Linked DNA regions of Mus musculus: regions 1 and 3 are each linked to region 2. A link is a contact called in public HiChIP or PLAC-seq and capture Hi-C data. All regions are on one chromosome and are shown on one strand. Each heading gives the region's core, a stretch centred on a gene start, on an enhancer-like site or on the middle of the called end of the contact. The rest is flanking DNA. Distances are from core to core; before and after follow the strand shown.

What was found. HiChIP or PLAC-seq counts read pairs in DNA pulled down with a chosen protein or histone mark. Capture Hi-C pulls out chosen DNA fragments and counts their contacts.
Region 1: a capture Hi-C map of embryonic tail shows a contact between it and region 2, with 10 times the contacts expected there. The contact joins two enhancer-like sites. A contact is called at or near these places in 4 of 15 datasets of contacts at CTCF or cohesin (CD8 T cells, the NIH/3T3 cell line, large pre-B cells and 1 more), 37 of 484 Hi-C or Micro-C datasets (the AtT-20 cell line, the G1E-ER4 cell line, the HL-1 cell line and 26 more), 37 of 115 datasets of contacts at active chromatin or transcription factors (the 230-238 cell line, CD8 T cells, the NIH/3T3 cell line and 30 more) and 4 of 9 other capture datasets (adipose tissue, embryonic tail, embryonic trunk and 1 more).
Region 3: a contact with region 2 is called in an H3K27ac HiChIP or PLAC-seq map of trophoblast stem cells, with 9 read pairs. The contact joins two enhancer-like sites. A contact is called at or near these places in 1 of 15 datasets of contacts at CTCF or cohesin (the NIH/3T3 cell line), 1 of 484 Hi-C or Micro-C datasets (bone marrow-derived macrophages), 5 of 115 datasets of contacts at active chromatin or transcription factors (astrocytes, bone marrow-derived macrophages, embryonic basal ganglia and 2 more) and 2 of 9 other capture datasets (embryonic stem cells and liver).

Annotation. Positions count from the first base shown.
Region 1 is chr3:52,193,654-52,197,815 of GRCm38.p6, reverse strand. No RefSeq gene overlaps it. Among named protein-coding and RNA genes, the nearest start is that of Gm30074, 16 kb to the right of the region's middle. Within about 2 kb of position 1,280, at least 151 of the 459 cell types and tissues checked have an H3K27ac peak or open chromatin away from gene starts, as enhancers often do. A contact at or near this core is called in CD8 T cells, the HL-1 cell line, the N1E-115 cell line and 23 more, where this site is marked.
Region 2 is chr3:51,786,714-51,790,457 of GRCm38.p6, reverse strand. The region is part of intron 2 of Maml3 (mastermind like transcriptional coactivator 3); the gene reads left to right. Among named protein-coding and RNA genes, the nearest start is that of Gm46803, 81 kb to the right of the region's middle. RefSeq lists an enhancer at 1-2,606. Within about 2 kb of position 1,502, at least 277 of the 459 cell types and tissues checked have an H3K27ac peak or open chromatin away from gene starts, as enhancers often do. A contact at or near this core is called in CD8 T cells, the HL-1 cell line, the N1E-115 cell line and 24 more, where this site is marked.
Region 3 is chr3:52,149,424-52,153,665 of GRCm38.p6, reverse strand. No RefSeq gene overlaps it. Among named protein-coding and RNA genes, the nearest start is that of Gm30074, 29 kb to the left of the region's middle. Within about 2 kb of position 2,340, at least 29 of the 459 cell types and tissues checked have an H3K27ac peak or open chromatin away from gene starts, as enhancers often do. A contact at or near this core is called in trophoblast stem cells, where this site is marked.

The sequences.
Region 1 (4,162 bases), core at 31-2,530, 410 kb before region 2:
AGTTGGTACAAGAAAAAAATGTGTCTATTTCTTAGCACATGATCAGTGGTCTGCATCTCCCCTATAATTAATAATAAAAATAATAATAATATCACAGGGTCTTGCAAAGAAATTTGAATTACTGAAGTTTTTTTGGGGGGGAGCCACTTGCCCCCTTTATCAGAAGACTGCCAAACATAGTCCCAAAGATGGAAGACATTCCTTGTTCTTATATCACAGGAGTTCAAACCCTGTATCACAAGAGAAATGGTTTCTGGAGAGTTATGGAGAGCTACAGTCAGTTTTGCATATTATCATAACAAAAAATAACCAATAAAGATACTGCCCCCTTCATTGTATAAAGGAGAAATAAATGAAGGAATTGCCACTGAGCTAGGAAGCCTGTCCGTCCCACCCCCTCAGTTTTCACCCATCTTCCTGCAAGGAAGCTCAATGGCTGCCAGAAAGGAAGAGACCATGGCTGTGAACTGGTCAGGCCAGAGGTTGCTGGGCATCAAAACGGCAAGAGGCAGGTCACAAAGACCAGGATGGGCAAAGCAGATCTTGTCCTGCCTTTATCTCTAATTAGTTGTGTGGCTTTGGATAAGCATTTCACCTCTCTCATCTGTCAAATGACAGGCTGGGACTAAGTTCTCCAATGTCTCCAACAGCTCTGGTAGGATAGCGGTGTGTGTGTGTGTGTGTTGGATTAGATTATTTTATTAAGGATCCATATGAAGGCTGTGAAGAAAAGCTGACTGTTTCTGCAAGCTGCAAAAGAGCAGACTCTGGAGGAGCTATGAAATGATCCACAAGGAATCCCTGCGGTGGGTTGAAAAACTATAGAATTATGGAATTGTGTGTAACACACAATCTGAGTGAGGCTCTCTGAGGCCATACAAAATGGGACACGCTAAAGCAAAGAACCCAGGCTTTTGAAGCCAGCCTATGCCCCTACTCCAGTCTCTCCCCATGATAATGCAGCACCGTGTGCTCACAATTAAATGTCAGCCACGGAAAACATTTCCCTTGGCTTTGTTGTTCCAGGACCGGATTCTTTTGTCCTCCATATAATGGATATGCAGAAACAATGACAGAACAGAGATTTTTTTTCTTTTCTAAAGCGATGACAAACACAGTGCTCCTTCCTCCCTCCCTCCTTTCCTCCCTCCTTTCTCCTTGTCCCCACCCCCTAAAATAAATCATTGTTCAGGAAAAAAAAAAAAATCCCATTGTCTATTGTCCACGGAGATCAAGATCTGCCTAGGAACAGTTCAGGCAGACGCTGCAGTGTTCCTAGATGGCCGGTAGGTGGCGCACGAAGGCAGTGCTGGCGGAAGCGCGGCCGGTGGCAAGGACGGGGTTGTCGCCTCCCGCAGCCGCCGCCCCCCCCCCCGCCCCCGGCCGCCCCCCTCCTTGCGTGCTAATTGCTGGAACCTCCACTGGGACTTAGGTCCCGGAGAAAGAGAGCGGGAAGGAGGCGGGGAAGGGAAGTGGGGGCTCTGGCTCCAAACACACAAAGCCTCTAGGGCCTCGGCGGCCCTGGGCAGGGCGCCCTCCCTCTGGTCTCTGTCCCCGGGAAGAGCTGCTGCATCCTTGGCTCCCGCCATAGGAGAACCGCGACCCTAGTGTGGGAGTCCCACACACCTCTGACCCCAGCCTCCCACGGGGCTTGGAGACCTGCCTCTGAGCAGCAGGAGGCTCCCAAGTAGACATCTGTCCCCGGCATCCACGCGTGTCCACCCCCAGGAGGAGTCACTGAGGACCTTGTCCCCTCTTCGTCGCTGGCCTGTGCTGGCACCTGGAGTCTAGATGTCTTACCTAGCCTCCAGCCTCTGCAGGAGAACCTGGTGTGAAGGTGTATAGGCAGGTGGGAGCTTTGTGACCTTGAATTTATTAATACCGTCCCCCGACTCCCCACCCTGCTCCCCAACCCTTCACCTCACCAGCCTATCAGTCACAGGCTGTGATACTTAGCCTTCTGAGTCTTGATTATTTATTTTAAGATAGTGCTTCACTTGGGGGCGTGGGGGTTGCAGACAGCACAAACAACTGTCTACAATCCTTAGGACAGACCTGGCATCGCTAGCACCAAGTTAGAAGGGAAAGGGGCACAACTGGATGTGCAAGTAAATGGCCATCAAGATGTCTGAGCTCCCATCTTTGGCTTTGCCAAAGCTGTGAGAGACCTCCTTCCTCTATTTGGAATTTATCCTCTTGTGATTTATACCCAGTCTCTGTTGCGACTCTCTGAGACAGGAGTGTATACCATTAGCTTTGGAGTCAGGCTTGCCAAGTTGAAGTCCTGGCTCCCCCATTTAGTAGCTGGTTAAACTTCATGGTTAGAATTGGACTACCTTACAGACAACAATGGAAGTTCGCTGAGATATCCACGGACATACCGGAGGTGAATCGAGCAATTGCTGACAGCAGCTTCTCTCATTTGAGTCAGAAAGGTCATTTCCCTTCCAGGAAGAGAACAGTAGTCCTGCGAGGCCACATTTCCCCCACAGGATTCCCAGCTATCACCCCAAACACTTTTGTTTGTTTGTTTGTTCTTGTTTTTTTGTTTTTTGTTTTCCAAGACGGGGTTTTTCTGTGTAGCCCTGACTGTCCTGGAACTCACTTTGTAGACCAGGCTGGCCTCCAACTCAGATATCCTCCTGCCTCTGCCTCCGGAGTACTGGGATTAAAGGCGTGTACCACGACACCCTGTCACCCCAAACACTTAAGGAGGCTTCTTAACTCTTGCTGGCCACCAGATGACTAGAGCCATACTCTAGTAGAAAAGAGCTTTGTAGGAGTGGGACTGGATTTAAAACTGTATTCTAAGCGCTGGTCTGTGCCTGGCGATTGGTGACTGCTTATCCCCATCTAGACACTGCTACCCAAGCAGAGATTGAATAGCAGTGAAGGAGGCACCATGCCTTGTCCTTGTTAGGGTATACTGAGAGAGAAATACATCTGTCATGCTCCGACCTGCCCAAGTCGGTTTAAGGACCCAGAAGCCCTTGACCTTTCTCTAAAAGGCTACTCAAGTGTTTCCACCTGCATCTGGTTTGTAGAACTCTTGCGGGAGGTTCAGGCATTAGGCAGACCATTCCTGCAGTCAGTTGCCACAGTTGGTGGCAGAGCCAAGAGGTAGATATAGTAGCTTGTCTTTGAGATGAGCTAAAACTTGCCTCTCAGTACACACACCCTTGTGTATTTCCTTCCCACGTTAAGGAAGAGTGACCGGTGCAAAGAAGTGGACATTGCACAATGACAGTATGATCCCTAAGGCCAGCACATAGGAGACAGTGTATCTGCTATCTCGCTTTCAAGAGTCACTCAACTCTGGAGAAAACTAGGTACCGTGTCGTGAGAATGCCCAAGCAGTGCTATGGAGCCGAGAACCTAAGGCCTCCTGCCGCCAGCCAACAGCAACTTGCCAGCTACGTGTGAGCCCTTTGGAAGCAGATCCTCGAACTTTAGGTAAATCATCCTATCTGTAGTCCCAGCCAGGCTCTTACCCAGGGCGAGAGAACTTGGACCCAAATACATGCAGTTAGGCCATCCCTGAATTCCTGATGATTGAAAATTTGAAAATAATTAAGTAAATATACATATACAAATACGCTTAAGTGTTCTTGATGCAGCCTAGACAATTAGTATAACAACATTTTAAAAAGAGCCATGGTGTCTGTACTGCCACACTGATGGCTAAAGTCCTGTCGATGCCACATACATCTGAGACCTAAAACTCCCATTCTGATCCATCCTGAACATCATAACTCAGAGGGGATTAGGAGGTAGTCTCACCTTGCTGAATTAACTAACCATAGTCTAAACATTGGTTTTCGAAGATGCTGGAGGCAGGGCCTTCCCTCTCTGCCTCTGCACCACCTCCCCTACCTGACAGTCTGCCCTGGCACTTGGCCCAGGTGTAAATTGTCAGCAATGTCTCTGTCTTTGGTCTTATGGTGATGTGCTGGGTCCAGCCCAGGACAGAAGTGGGGCCTGGATCTGATCTTTGATCTTCCATCTACTCCTGAAAAGCCGGTGATAAGCAGTCTGAGATGAGTCCCTTCAGTGTGGCCGACAGAATCAACCTGTGTGTAGCTCAGGCATGGATGCTTATACTGAATAGCTAACTTTGCTTTGTCCTGGTCTTTTCTGGGACATGCACCCATACACGGAAGCA
Region 2 (3,744 bases), core at 253-2,752:
AAGCAACCTTCCACTATTATGCGATAAGATAGTGTTGCACAATGTTGTGCAGTAAGATAGTGAGACAGCTAGGAGATTGGGATGGACTCTGAAGTTTGGGGACCAGTACTCAAGCCTCAAAAGTGGTGTCGGGATGGGCTAAGACAGAACGTGGTGACTAGGAAAAAGCGTGTCGTGACGTCCTAGGGCTTAGAGGGACACAGCTCATGGGCAGGGAAAAGTGAGGTGGGGTGAAGCTGGGAAATAGTCTGGGGTCACGTCATTTCCAGGATTCTACCCGCTGTGCTAACAGTGAAGAGAGGCCGCTGAAGACTGACAGGCAGGCTGTTCTAGTGCAGTTGTAGTTGCATTTTTGGAAACCTCCATCTGACCACACAGCTGGTGGAGGGGAGTGGGCACGGAGAGAATTATTTGGAAAGAACTTTAGCCCTATAATTTGAAGGCTGAGAGAACGGGGTGAGAAGAAAGAAAGACAGGAGTAAGTGAATGGAATTCAGTACAATAGACACCGCGCCCTGGAGGCCTACAGTAAGGGCCTTGCTGATATTGGAAAATGGACCTTGAAGGAGAGGGATGTATTGGTTGGAGCCTAGGTTCCTGACTTTTAAAATCAGAGTGACATTGATGCCCATAGGCCCTGAGAGAATAGACTGTCAGAGGAACGTCATGGCTGGGGTCTGCCCTAGAGGGATCCTGCAATATCATACACTTGCAAGGAACTAGAAAGAGGGAGACCCGCCCAGGAACTCTAAGGCTACAGAGGGACCACCTCAGCCCTTCCAAGGGTAGAGCGTTAGCGTCTGGGGCGACAAAGCAGTTGAGCGTCCCCCTGTCATTGTGGCTGCTTATAGCCCCGGTCTGGGAAAAGGTAAAGCTTAGGGGAACAGAAACTTGGCCTTTTCCTCATTTTCAGCTTTCCAAACCAAGCAGAGGCGGGCCATTTTCAACAGACACTACTGCCAATTAGAAGAGGCAAAAGACCAGCACAAAGTAGGCTCCCAAGATCTAGCCAGTTGAACTGAACCAAAACCATCCGCTTCCTGGGCCCCGAGAAGGTGCAACATGTCACAGGTCCTCAAGGAGAAAGGGGCTGGCAGGGAGGACCCCTGCATGAGAATTAAGACCTCTGTGACCCCCATCTGTTCCTCCTCTCCTCTCCCTCCTCTCCTGCTGCCATGGAGACCAGTCTGGAATGGCAGTAAGCCTTATGCCCCAGAGAAAACAATACAGTGTTTGAAGAGTGGAAGTTGGCCTCTAAGCACAAGCTCTGTCGCCCATCCCCCACAGCCCAGGATTCTTACAAAAGGCAGCTTTTTCCGCTAGAGGGTCAGAGCTCTGCTGTCCATCGATCTGCGTCCACTTTGTCCCTCGCTACTTCCGACTTGTTCATTTTTGAACTCACACCACACAGCCTGAGTGTCATGGGTCTGTTTAGTCGGAGAGGTGCTGATGTGACCGCGTCCCTTCTGCTCAGTGGCACAGAGCATCCCGCTCCTTTTTGTGTCTTTGAACCGCTGCTGTTGACTCACAGGCTGGAGCGGTTGGGCTGGGCTGAATTAGAAACAATGTAATCAACATCTCTATTTTTATCTCTGCTCTCTCCCCTCCCCACTGACTCACGGTTCTCTGTCTCAGAGCCCGGGATCTTAAAAGACTTGCATTAGATCCAGGGTGAATACGCACAGATGTGGTGTTTCTGCCATTCAAAGCCAGGAGTGGTTTTTCTTTTTCTTTTTTTTTTTTTCCTGATGCACTGGGCCCACACGTCAGTAGTGTTATTTATTGCCGTTCACTGCCATCTTCTTTGTGGCTGTGTTACAGCTCAAGCTGCCTTTCCCTCCTGAGGTCTAAGATAAATTTTGCAGACAAGGGAGGAACCCGGGTCTGATTTCTGAAATGAATCTTCAGAGAAAACTTCAGCACTGAACTAAAACTTTTAACTTTTCCCAGTTAATTCGGGAAGCCTGACCTGGAATCTACAGAAAGCAAAAACTAAATACAATATAGTAGTAGGTCCCCCCCCCCAAAAAAAAACCACCCCAACGATGAAGGATCTTTTTTTCCTGCCTAGACTTCTGCATGTTGATGTGTATTTTTAAATTTTTAATTCTATAGACATAGATATGCTAAGTGCTTGGAATTCTGAAGCCTTAGATTTGAGTCCCAACCTGATATTGCTTGCTATTTATAATCTTCAGCTGACAACTTAATTCCTATTTTTAAGATTTTTTTTGGTTTTATGATTATGTCTGCCTGAATGTATTTATATGCATCACATATGTGCAGGTGCCCACAGAAACCAGAAGAGGGCACTAGATTCCCCTGGAAGTAGATATACAATGATTGTGAGCCGCCCAGTGTGGGTGCTGGGAACCCAAACTGGGAATTCTCCAAAAGAAACACTCCTAACTGCTGAGCCATCTCTACAGTCCAAACATGTCATTTCTCCATGTCTTACTTTTCTGTTTTGTGAAATGGAGTTTGACCTCTCAAACATACGTTATATATCTTATAGAATTGTTCTGAGGATTAAAAAAAAATCTAACGAAAAAGCTTTAAAAATCTAGATTTCGTGAGGACTTTAAAACAAGGGCCAGCACATAACAATCTGTCCAAAAACAAATTAAAAAGTTGGCTATTTTCGTGCCTCAGGCCATATCTACCCGACTTAAGAAAAGTAATTCATCTTTAAAAGAATTTTCATGGGCCAGGGTGGTAGTTCAGTCAGTAAGGTGCTCAGGCATGGTGACCTATTTGGTCCTCACTATTCACATAAAAAGCCAGCCGGGGTGACCTGTGCTGGGAAAGAGGAGCTATCCTGGGACTCAATGATGAGCCAGCCTAGCCTACTTTATGAGCTCCAGGCCAGTGAGAGACCCAGTCTCAAGAAATCAGGTAGGCAGTGTGTGAAGAACATCCAAGGTTGCTTTCTGGCCTACACACACACACACACACACACACACACACACACACACACACACACTCTCCTTTAACAAGCACAGAACACCTCGGGATGTTGCCTTATCTATTCCAGAATTTATGAGCCATCCTTCTACAGAAACTAAGGGAACCCTGTGTTACAGAACGGACCTATTTTTCTTTCTAGCATAAGCGCAGCCTCTAACTCCCCAGTCTGCCTTTCCTAGAATTTTATTCTCATTTCATCAAAATTGGTTTTTGTGTTCTGTATCCAAGGGTACTTACACGTTCTTCTCCAGATAATTGTATTTTACATGCAGTGACTTTTTCTTGGCTTAGCTAATGTCACCTCATTAGACTAGACTCTAATGATGCTCTTTCTTTTCTACAGTGCAGCCATGACAGTAGCCTGGGAAACTCTCTGCAGAAGTTATCCTTTCTCTTCACCTGGGTCTCCCCATCACCTTGAGCCCTGCACACTTTACTAACTGAAGGGTTAGAATCCAAGGAGGGAGGTTCACAGAACCCCAATGCAAATAAAAGTCAGGCAGTCTCTGGAAAGCTCCCAGCCGCCCTGTGCGTCCCAGAAACTGCAGTAACCTAGTAGGTTAACACATCTTAGGAGTCACACCCTCTTTGCAGCTATCCCCGCTGTTCCAAAACTGCCTGAACCACAGAGCTTCATGCAATGTGCCATACCTGCACCACCGCCACAAACCAACACTCTGGGACTCTTGGGCACAGATTCAGAGAGATCAAGGTACCCGATCTCCCGTGTGGGAAAAGCTCACAGGAGGGCAGCGGAAGCTTGAGGCAATGAGATGC
Region 3 (4,242 bases), core at 1,091-3,590, 360 kb before region 2:
AAACAATAGTGCATTGTTTCGTGTAGTATAAACTCCCATTTCCCCTCTCTGAGCCTCTGTGTGTGTGTGTGTGTGTGTGTGTGTGTGTGTGTGTGTGTGTGTGTGTGTGTAGAAAGAGTTTTGCTAAATCACCCATGCTGGCTTTGAACCCTGATCCATCTATCTTAGCCTCCTAACTTTTGGTATTACAAGTGTGTGCCAACTTCACCACCTTGGAAATATTTTTAAAATGAAAAAAATGTTTCTTGCACTTAACAATTTTTGTATTGTCTGTGTTTTGAATATAAATCCAGATTTCTGTCTAACGTCATTTTCTTTCTTCCTGAACATTTAATGCGGTACAAGTCTGTTGGTGGTTAATTTTTCAGCAATTTGAATGCAAAAACTCTTATCTCTATGAAATATACTTTATTTAAAAAGTCTTTATTTTGCTTTGCCTCAAAATGTGCTTTTTTATGTATAAAAATCTAAATAAATTAACCTACTTTTTTTTTTTTAATTTAGAACTTGTACTATCTCTCTGGCTTAAAATTACCTCCAAATAATTCTTTTCTAGCTTTTCTGTTTATTATATCTTACTTGTCTCTCTGTTTATAATAATTCTCATTTTGTCTCCCTATATGTGATTCCTTTTTTCACCTTTGTAGCTTATAACTGTTCTGTGTGTTATTGACTTCAAGAAGATGGACTGTGAAGTTTCCTTCTTCATCTTACTGTTGCTTGCATATGAATTTATAGTTTCTTTCAAATTCGGAAACTTTTTAGTTATTGCTTTTTCACGTATATTTCCGTCTCTCTTTCTTTCTCATCTTTGCTAACTCTCCAGACATATTTATTTCAGATGCTTGAAATTTCCCCACAGTTCAAACGCCGTGCCCACACTGCTGCACCCACAGATGCAATCTCGTCTTTCCCCTCTGTGTTCTTCATGTCCAGTAGATTTCACTGCTGTGTTGTCGTGTCATCATGACCAATAGTTGCTGTAGTCTTATGTGGCAGCCCTGAGACTCTGTATGCCAAAACCTATTCAACAGTGCAATGGCATTAGCAGGTAGGGCTGTGGGAAATGACCCATCTCAGATTGTTCATGAATTCCAGGATTGTTACCCTTTAAAAGAAGCCCAAGAGAGAGCCCTTTTGCCATGTTGAAGGTGAAATGGTCTCACCTGTGATGAGGAGAATTCTCCCCAGACACCAAGTCTATTGCTTCCTCCCTCTAGACTCCCCAGCATCTAGAAGAGTGGGAAACAAATTTTTACTATTTAACAAGTCACCAGGGCTACACAGAGAAACCCTGTCTCGAAAAAAACCAAAAACCAAAAAAAAAAAAAAAAAAAGAAAAAAAAAGTGTTTCCCTTACAGTGGTTCGCAAACTCAGAGTCCAGTCTTCTGCCATGTCCGATGGTGTCTAATTTGATCCTTAGAAATACAGGCACAAGAGCAGTTTTGGTGTGTGGGTGATGGTTCTATCAGCCCTCCTTCTCTGGGCTGACTTTGACATTTCTGGAGTTTTGCTCATGTTAGATCATTATTTCCTCGTCTTTGTGTGTCTGCCAAGTTTTGATTGGGTGGTAGATACTGTGATTATTCTTAAGTTTTATTCTAGGAAATAGTTAAATTATGTGAAAATAGTTTGGCTCTTTTCCTTGTTTCCTCTGTTTTTCTTTGTTTTTTTTTTCTGTTTATTTAGTATATATATATATACATATACATACTCACATACAAACACACACATATATATTATATGTACCTGTATTTCTTATGATCGAGTTAAACACAATTGGACATTGCAGAAGACTGGACTCTGAGTCTGTCAAGACCACTGTAATATATATTATATGTAATATATAATATATATTATATATGGTCTTGACATATATATATATCTGTAATTAGATAGATAGATAGATAGATAGATAGATAGATAGATAGATAGATAGATAGGTAATTAAATAGTGTCTCTATATATACCTGAGCTATCCTGGAACTCACTATGTAGACCAGCTGGCCTCGAACTCACAGAGATCTACTGGCTCTGCCTCTTACTTACCGAGATTAAAGTTGTGCACCTCCACACCTGGCTAGTTTCACACTTTTGCATTTTCAGATCACTTAAAAACATCAGTGGAGTCTCTGTGGCTTAGTTCCCTCCCCTGTGGAAGCTGCACTCTGTCTGCTCACTGCTTAGTGTATTAGAAAGGAATTCCCACTCTTGCCTGCTCAGAACAGAAACTGTCCCCAGACTTCATAGGTCCACACAAATCGTGGCCTGTATTGTCTCTGAGTGGCTGTTATCTTAATCTGGGCGATGTCCTCACACAGATGAGCCAGTCAGCATTGAGCCTATGAGTCACTCACTAGGTGTGCTGGAAAGATCACTGGAATTCTTGTCTGTACGGCTTCCTTCACTATGCTGTCCTTCCTAGTGAGAGCTGGCTGCAACTGTGACTTTCTTCACTATGCTGTCCTTCCTAGTGAGGGCTGGCTGCAACTGTGACTTTCTTGAATGCCCAAGTCCGTTTCCGTGACTTGGGGAGATTGCTAGTCTTGGCCAGCTTCCCTGTGGGACCTAAAACTCAGGGTGGTTGTGAGATCATATTGTGTGTTTCTCCTCTCTCCACAATGCTTCTCTATGCTGTGGACAGCTCAGTGCCTAGAAACAGTTTTCCATTTTTATAGTGTTTTTATTTTTATTTTTATTTTATTTTAGTTGTTTAAGATTAGAGGCCAAATCTAGTCTTTTTCATGCCACTAGCAAGATTGCTTTGACCCTTTCCATAGTCTAATTTTTACAGTTTACAGCCTACCATAGTTACAAGTTTTTCATTTTAAGAGAAAGCTCCTATAAGTAAATTCTTTTCAGTCTTCGTTTGTATGATTGATGCTCAACACCGACTCACCACTTAGGTTATTCAGTTAAATTCCTGGATATTAATTTTAGCCCAAGGTATTTTTGCACTTTGCTCCTGCCAATAATTCTGTTTATTTGTTTTTTGTTTTGAGACAAGGTCTCATATAGCCCAGGCTGCCCCCAAACTCACTTCTCATCCTCCTCTCTCTGCCTCTCAAGTCCTGTGGTCACATGTGTGTGTTACCACACTCAACCAGACCATTCTGTTGTCATTTCCTTTATTAAATGAATTTTCATCAGTACCAGTTACATCCTCGGTGCTAGTCTAGTGTGATATCCAAATATTGCTTATTCTCATGAAGCAAACATTTCAGGGTAGCAAGCAGGTGTATCAATGATGGCTTCAGACAAACCATCTCCCTTAGTGTGAGCTGCTTAAACAGACTGGTCCAGGCTGGGTGGTGTGTAGGTAATAGGAACTTGTTCTCATAGGGCTGAAGGCTAGGAAATCCAAAATGGGGGTGGCTAAAAGATTTGGTGTCTAGTGAGAACCTGCTTCGTGGTTTGTAGATGGCTCTCCACTTGCTGTGTCTTTGAGTAACTGGGAGGGATGGAAGTGTTGGGTGGGCTCTTTGATAATCACTAATTCTAATTATAAAGTTCCACTCAAAGTCCTCACTACCTGATGATGTTGCATGGGGCATCAAACTATGGACTTTGAGAGGACCCAAATATTCAATGTGTGTGTGTGTGTGTGTGTACAGTAAACAGGTGCATAAATGATGTATATACTTGTATATATGTAATATGATGTATACTACATCATGTTAGAGGTAAATGATGTATTACCTGTACATACATAAATGTATGTACATATATGTGTGTGAGTATATATATATATCCTAAAAAGCAGACTACAATGTGATAACAGCAGAGAACATCTGAGATAAAGAAGCGCCTGTCTTAGCTTAGGTTTCCATGAGAAGTTCTTCATATGGAACTTCATACAGGCAAGACATCATTTACCTGTAACATGATGTATCATACATCATATTACATATATACAGGTATATACATCATTTATGCACCTGTTTATTGTACACACACACATACATTGAATATTTGGGTCCTCTCAATGAAGTTTTCCAATGAGAGCACCTCTCTTTAAGCCAAGAAGGCACTGTATCAGAGCCTTGGGCAGCAGATCTCATCGAAGTCAATGGGAAAGAATTTGCATGGCTGATTGGGAGTCTATGAACTGGAAAAGGATAGGGTCTATCTTGTCATGTTACTGTAAATTTTATATCTATCTGTCTGTCTATCTATCTATCTATCTATCTATCTATCTATCTATCTATCTATGATTGCAAACCTGTTACAGTGTCATGAAA